2 separate regions of the Gossypium hirsutum genome follow, and region 1 is linked to region 2. Evidence: chromatin contacts called from public Hi-C data. All regions are on one chromosome and are shown on one strand. The core of a region is the stretch at or near the end of the contact, and the rest is flanking DNA. Distances in the headings are between cores, read along the strand shown.

What was found. Hi-C and Micro-C count contacts between places; a contact is called where the count stands out from the background.
Region 1: a Hi-C map of leaf shows a contact between it and region 2, with 2.8 times the contacts expected there. The contact joins the promoter of LOC107933525 here to the promoter of LOC107933520 in region 2. A contact is called at or near these places in 2 of 34 Hi-C or Micro-C datasets (both in leaf).

Annotation. Positions count from the first base shown.
Region 1 is chrA08:102,670,527-102,673,995 of Gossypium_hirsutum_v2.1, forward strand. It overlaps LOC107933525 (eukaryotic translation initiation factor 1A), which reads right to left and starts at 1,891. Exons shown (of 1, transcript XM_016865758.2): 1 at 472-1,891. The coding sequence starts at 1,074. The coding sequence ends at 637.
Region 2 is chrA08:102,074,836-102,078,453 of Gossypium_hirsutum_v2.1, forward strand. It overlaps LOC107933520 (abscisic acid receptor PYL9), which reads left to right and starts at 2,234. Exons shown (of 4, transcript XM_016865752.2): 1 at 2,234-2,386; 2 at 2,487-2,673; 3 at 3,083-3,298; 4 at 3,373-3,618. The coding sequence starts at 2,548. The coding sequence ends at 3,591.

The sequences.
Region 1 (3,469 bases), core at 641-3,140, 600 kb after region 2:
TGAAAAATTTTCAAAACAATTGAGTATACCCATATCCGGCACTCACCACCTAATCCTAATCAACATAACATAGACCATAATACATGAAATTGTCACCTATCATCTTGGTTATGGTCAAACAATGGTGATTAATGCCTTCCAGTAACAGCAATGGTTCTGGCTACAAAAAGCCAGAAACCAATATTCTTCAATTTCCATACAACAATAAAAATCTAACAAAAAGAAGAAAACATTGAAATCAAAACCATAATATTCCCACAAAACTTTGAAATCAAAGCCACCCTGCAATCAAATAGAACTCCCCAATGGAATAAAGGACTCAGACCACAACCACAATCAAAATCTTAACTAATTCTCAAAAGAAAATGATAACATGAAAGCAAATAAAACAAAATCCGCCAGCCAAACTCAAAAATCAACCCATACTAAATTGCAATATTCAGAAATGAGGACAAAATATGAAAACCCATGTCAAATTTAAAGAGAAAACAATGCCATTAACATAATAAAAGGTAAATCCATGTGTAATAACATAAATCCAGCATCCATTGTGCTTAATAAAGCATGACCATACGGCAAATATCACCACCATATCTTAAAATAAATTCAAAAATGACAAAAAAGAAGAAGAGAAATTTAAATCTTATCGATGTCCTCATCCTCGAACTCGATGTAGTCATCGCCTGCACCATCATCTTCCTCATCAATGCCGCCAGCAATCCCTTCATTCAACCTGGTATTCTCGGGTAGCTCACCATAAGCTTTGAGAAGCCTAGCTTCATCGGGCATGTATTTCAAGATGACGTCAGCCTTGTCATCTTGATAATCCCTAAGGCCGACGAGGATGATGTCGCCGGCGGCGATCCAGACCTTCTTGTGCATCTTCCCCCGGATGTGGCAGAGGCGCTTGGTGCCGTCGATGCACATAGCTTCGCAGCGGCCGTTACCCAACATGCGTGAGACTTGGGCGTATTCTTGGCCATCTTCTTTGAAGATAAGCTCACGTTTCTCGTCATCGGCCTCGTTCTTTCCCCTCTTACGGTTCTTTCCTCCCTTTCCTTTGTTCTTCGGCATCTTTGGCTCTTCGCAACGATTGCTCTCCCCCCTTCTTCAGATGGAAAAGTAAACCCTAATTTTTAATTTTAATTTGAAGATTCTTCTTTTTCTTTTCTATAATTTTTGGCTTTATTCACGTTTTAGCCCCCAAACTATTCCCATTTTCCCACATTGATACCTAAATTTTTATTGATCCCATATCGATACCTCAACTTTACTTCTGTTAATATTTCCACTACAAATGCCAAACGGCGTTTTAAAAAAATTAGGTACCCAATCAGATTTAGACACGTATTTTTTGGGTTTTGTTAAATAAATTTTTTAAACAACAAATAAAAAAAGAAATTATTTAATTTTATATTTTTTACCATTACTTGTTCTTCTGCCCTTTTCTCTCTAGAACCAAAATGCTCTGCCCTCTCTCTAAAACTAGAACCCAGGTTGCCAGGTTCGGTGCTGGCCGCCGCGCCTACTGCCATGCTGGCCACTGTCGCCGGTGGCCTACGAAGCCCCAAGCTTTACTCGAAGTTCGTTTTTTCATGGTCTTTCTAAATCTGAAATCGGTTTCATCAAAATAAAATTTGCAAGCTAACTTTCTCCGATCTCCCTCTTCCACCGTCGGATCAACCAAATTTTCATATTTTTATTTTATTTAAGGTTATGTATATATTTAATAAAAATTATACTATTTATAATAGAAAAACAAGTGCCGCAATCTGATTGGGTTTCGATTTTTTTAACGCGGTTTGACATTTTGGATTGAAAATGTTAACAGAAGCAAAGTTGAAGTGTCAATATGAAAAATAGGTATAATTTAAGGGCTAAAACATGAATAAAGCTTTAATTTTTCCTCTTCTTTCTCGATAAATAATATTTAGAATGCCTCTATTTCTTTTCTTTTACTTTGCCCAACCTATTTTTTAATTTTTATCTTTGTTTATATTTAGTTAAAAACTTCTACTCTTCATAAAATTAAAATTTAATCTTATAATTTTATTTTTAGAATTTAATTTTTCTATTTTTCAAATTTCAAAATCTAGGTTCAACTATTAACGCTATTTAAATTATTTTTGTTAAATTCAAGTCTATTACGATGTTATTTTTTTAGTTACTTTATTATCAAGTGAATATTTTTTTTATTTTAAAATGTCACACCAACAAATTTAACAAAAATATTAACAACATTAACGATTGGACCTTAATTTCAAATTTTAAAAAATAAAAAACTAAATTTCAATAAATAAAAATATAGGAATTTAATTCTAAATTTGTAAATAGTATAACAACCTATAACATATTTTAATCTTCTATTTATAATAGAGAAGCCGTTCACTTGCAAAATTTACCAACTAAATTATTTTTACTTTTTACTTTTATATGTCAAGTTGTCCATTTAAAAAATGGGTAAGTCTTTGAACAAAAGTTTCAGGTTAAAGTTTATGTTATAGGATTAGAACTTTAGTCTAACAAACCATACTGTTTTAGGCAATAACTTTGTTTCAATTTTGCTTAAGTTAGCCTAACTCTTGAAAAGTGAGAATTCACAAATAAATTAACAAAAGCAAACTCTCAAGCAAAGAAACAACAAATGAATAGAAAATGACATAAGAAAGCAAATGCACACCAAATGTATTTGATTACTCTTCAATAGGATGACTACAAATGATGAGGAAGACCTCTATTTATAGTTGAGCTCCTTAGATCCAATGATACAATTTAAATTACATCAACGACTAAGATTAATGTCTATCTACAATATAAAAATTTTAAGGGATTTAAACACTATACAACCTTATCCCTTTAGAATTACAATATTTACATTGTTAACCTTAATTTACTAGAGTGTTTTACTAGGCCACCAAGGCTTCAAAGTAAATGGGCATCCCTTTATGTTTTACGAATCAGACCAGTCCAAAATGGGTTAAATGAGCTCAAATTGATCAGTTGACCTCATTAGGTGATTTTGTGTCCATTAGTCACGAGCTTTGATTTGTTGCCCGTGACATTCTCCTCAACCCATTCTTGCGAAGCCCTTGTCACGTGCTCGAAAAAATGCTGGTTAAACTCATCTCAGAACTGCCACAATGCCTCAACTGATTCCCAACTAGTCACTTTGTTAGGTAGTTCCCTACCTTGAGACATTCGCCTCGGCTTATATCTAACTCACATTGTTTTTCCCCCTTATACATCTTGGTCGAAGAGTCCACTCTTACTTACCCTTGTTGTGACCTCAATTGAGATCCCCTTGATGCTCACATAAAGGCTTTGGCATGTCCACATTAAACATTAGGTTAACCTTAAATATTGTTGCTAATTCTAGTTTATAAGACACTTGACTTATCTGCTTCTAAACTCTGAAAAGGCCTTTGTGCCATTGCTAAATCAATGGTAAGCGCTAATGTAAAAAACTAGA
Region 2 (3,618 bases), core at 984-3,483:
ATCGTCTTGCGTTGCACACTTGGCCTCAAACTTATCGTATTTGGATTTAACCATGTTTTAGTTAACCCCGTTCATGATGTTATATTGTTTCAATATGCCAAGAAAACTATCCTTATTGGAAAAATCCTTACCAACTTCCAATTGAACCGAATCTAATGACGAACTTGTACGGTTATTACTTCTGTGTGGTAGATCTGAAAACTCCAAAGTATCATCTTGAGATAGATCGACATTATGCATGTGGGCTGGAGGCGAGTACGCCCTGAATTGCAGATCTTCTTATTCTTCATTTGAACCCCCTTTAACATCTTCAGGTATGGTTGGAATAGACTCCGGTTCAGAAAATAATGCAACTTCTGCACCATCGGGGCCGAGCTCTTAAGGTGGATCCATATCGGACTCATCATCTGACCTACCAGCATTTGCAACGAAAGAGGTCCCCTAGCTGGTGGATGTCGTAGGGAGTACATCATCCCTTCTTGTGGACGTTTCATAACATCCCCAATCAGATGTGGATTGCCAACCACTAAAAGTTGATGTCATTCCCAGTACGTATTTCCAGTATCAAACATCGACCCACCAAGGTGCATGTCCCATCCACCAACAGAGTGTCATGCAGGGGTTGTGTATTCCATACTACTACCAAACACGGGCGCTTTCGTGTTTTGCCACCCATTACAGAGTGTCAGGCATGGGTCGTGTATTCCTTTCGAACAGCAGTAGATGTTGAAGTCTCAAATGCATCATTTGGTGATGAAAATTGTACATATAACTCAAGATAGGGTGATTCACTAGCAATATGAGTTTGCACTATTGCCTCCAAGCTACGAGGACCTTTGATGTCGAATGAGTCATATCTCACGGGATCAACCGAAGCACAAAATCGATACTTAATAGACAAAACTTTCATTGGCGTCGTTCCGAAGATTTTACGCCTAATTCTTTTACGAAGTTCTGTCAAATCTATGTCCTGGTTAAAAACCAGTCGTGTTATGCTCTCCGATAAAAAAACAACGCCGTTCTTCGTGTCACGGACCTCACATCATAGTAAATAACAACACTAATACGTTCACTCATCTTCAGTTTCTATTCTACTTTAGCCTCAATTTCTCTTGCTGTAACTTATACAACCTAAGAATGAAATTTGACTTATTTATAGTCTAAGGCCATATAGGAACTACTGTAGCAAAAGAGCGTCCACATGTGAGCTTTTTTCAGTAATTTTGCTGACAGTGCATCATGCTTGAAGCATTTTGGACACCATTTGTTCAGAAACGTCTTCTCAAAATTATTTTTCCATATACTGCTATAGCAAAAGAGCGTCCACGTGGGAGTTTTTTTCAATAATTTTGCTAACAGTGCATCCTGCTTGAAGCGTTTTGGATACTATTTGTTCAGAAACATCTTATCAAAATTATTTTTTCAGATACTACTGTAGCAAAAGAATGTCCACGTGGAAGCTTTTTTTAGTAATTTTACTGATAGTGCATCCATAAACACAATAAAATCCTAAACCTTAAAACCTTAAACTCCAATTTAATTAATTAATCCTAAAACCCTAAACCCTAATTTAATTGATTTTTTAAAATTAATAGTTAATTTAATTAATTAACCATAAACCCCTTATTTAATTAACCTTAAAACCCTAACCTTAAACCCTAAAACCCCAAATCAAGCACAAAAAATCTAACCTTAAAAAAAGAGGCAAAATGCTCCCCCAAGGACGCGTTTTGCTGACACATCCCCTGACTTCGCGCTGACGTGGACGCGCTTTCGGGAAATTCAGACCTTTTCGGTAAATAATAAAAAAATTGGCCTATTTCCGTAAATACTTTTGGAAATGAGGTTTTTTTAATAAATTACCCTAATATTATAATAGTAAAATATTTAAATATTTAAATATTAATTAATTACTTTAATTTTTTAATGGTTGTGAAATATTTTTTTATAATAAGAATTATTTATTTATTTATTTCTCAAAATGGAGTTCACGTTAATTTAATTTAAAAGATTTTGATATGTCAATCAATGAAACTATCCAAGTACGAAAATAGAAAATAGCTGTCACGTTAAAAGATATTAAATGTTTGTGTATGATGCTAGATTAAGGAACATTCACGTGAATTAATTATATAATAAATTTACTAAAATTGATATAAATCTTTTTATGTTTTTTATTTCTATTTTTATGATTTTTAACATGTATTTAAATATAAAATAAGAAAAGTATCTCAAAATATTTGCTATTTTACAAAAATGGAGAGGTAACAGGGTATAGACAAGTGAAGGAAAAGAGAAAAACCTTAATTTAATTACGGAAAGTAAGAGGCTGAGCCTGGTCCCAACCAAATGCCTAAAACCTAAACCAAAAGCAAAAGGCTAAAGAGTAAGGCCCCCTTCCCTTTGTTAACATCCTCACCAAATCTCTTGCTTTTCTTCTCTCTTGCTACTCTCCTCTAATTTTTCACCTTCTGATTTGTTTACAGAGGCAAACAACACAACTCGTTTTTATCCTTATATATCAGTTTGGGACAAAAGGTAGAAGAAATGAACGGTGATGATGCTCACAGTATGATGGAATCCCAGTACATACAGAGACATCACAGGCACAACATCAGAGACGACCAGTGCACCTCTGCTCTTGTTAAACACATCAAAGCCCCTGTTCATCTCGTAAGTTCCTCAGTTTGAGACTCCTCTATAATTTCCCCCCTTTTCCCCATTTTGTTCGTTTTTCTCGCCGCCGTTTAGGCCGTTGACACGTTTTTCTTTCTACTCTCCTATGGATCTGCTGAAACCCAAATCTATTCTCTTTGGTTTGTTACCCAAAATCAAATCAAATCTGTGTTCTTGGTCGAAATTTAACCCCCCCCCCAAAAAAAAGAAAAAAGAAAAGTAAACCTACGAGTATGATGTATTATCTCTGCCTTATTCTATTTTTTTCACGGATAAAAAAGAAAAAAAAAAGAACCCAGACTATTTTAGCCAAGATTATGAATTTCTGTTAACTCGTTGGTTCGTAAAAGTCTGATTTTAACGATGGGTTTGTTGTTCTGTTTCTGTTTTCTTTAACCATGGATAGGTATGGTCATTGGTAAGGCGATTTGACCAGCCTCAAAAGTACAAGCCCTTCGTCAGCAGGTGTATAATGAAAGGGGACCTCGGGATCGGCAGTGTTAGAGAGGTCAACGTCAAGTCCGGACTTCCGGCCACCACCAGCACCGAACGGTTGGAACTTCTCGATGACGAAGAACACATTTTAGGCATCAAAATCGTCGGCGGCGACCACCGTCTCAGGGTACAAAATACTAACATTTCTTTCTTCCTTAACACTTGTTTTCTGTGTCACGGTACTCATTTTGTTGACTGCAGAATTATTCTTCGATCATGACGGTGCATCCCGAGGTAATTGAAGGAAGGCCAGGTACAATGGTGATCGAATCGTTCGTCGTGGATGTGCCGGAAGGGAACACCACGGACGAAACTTGTTACTTCGTGGAAGCTTTGATCCGATGTAACCTGAAATCGTTAGCCGATGTTTCAGAGAGGATGGCTGTGATGGATCAGACACAGCCTATCAACCGATACTAACTGAAAAAGGTGGAATTGTGATGACCA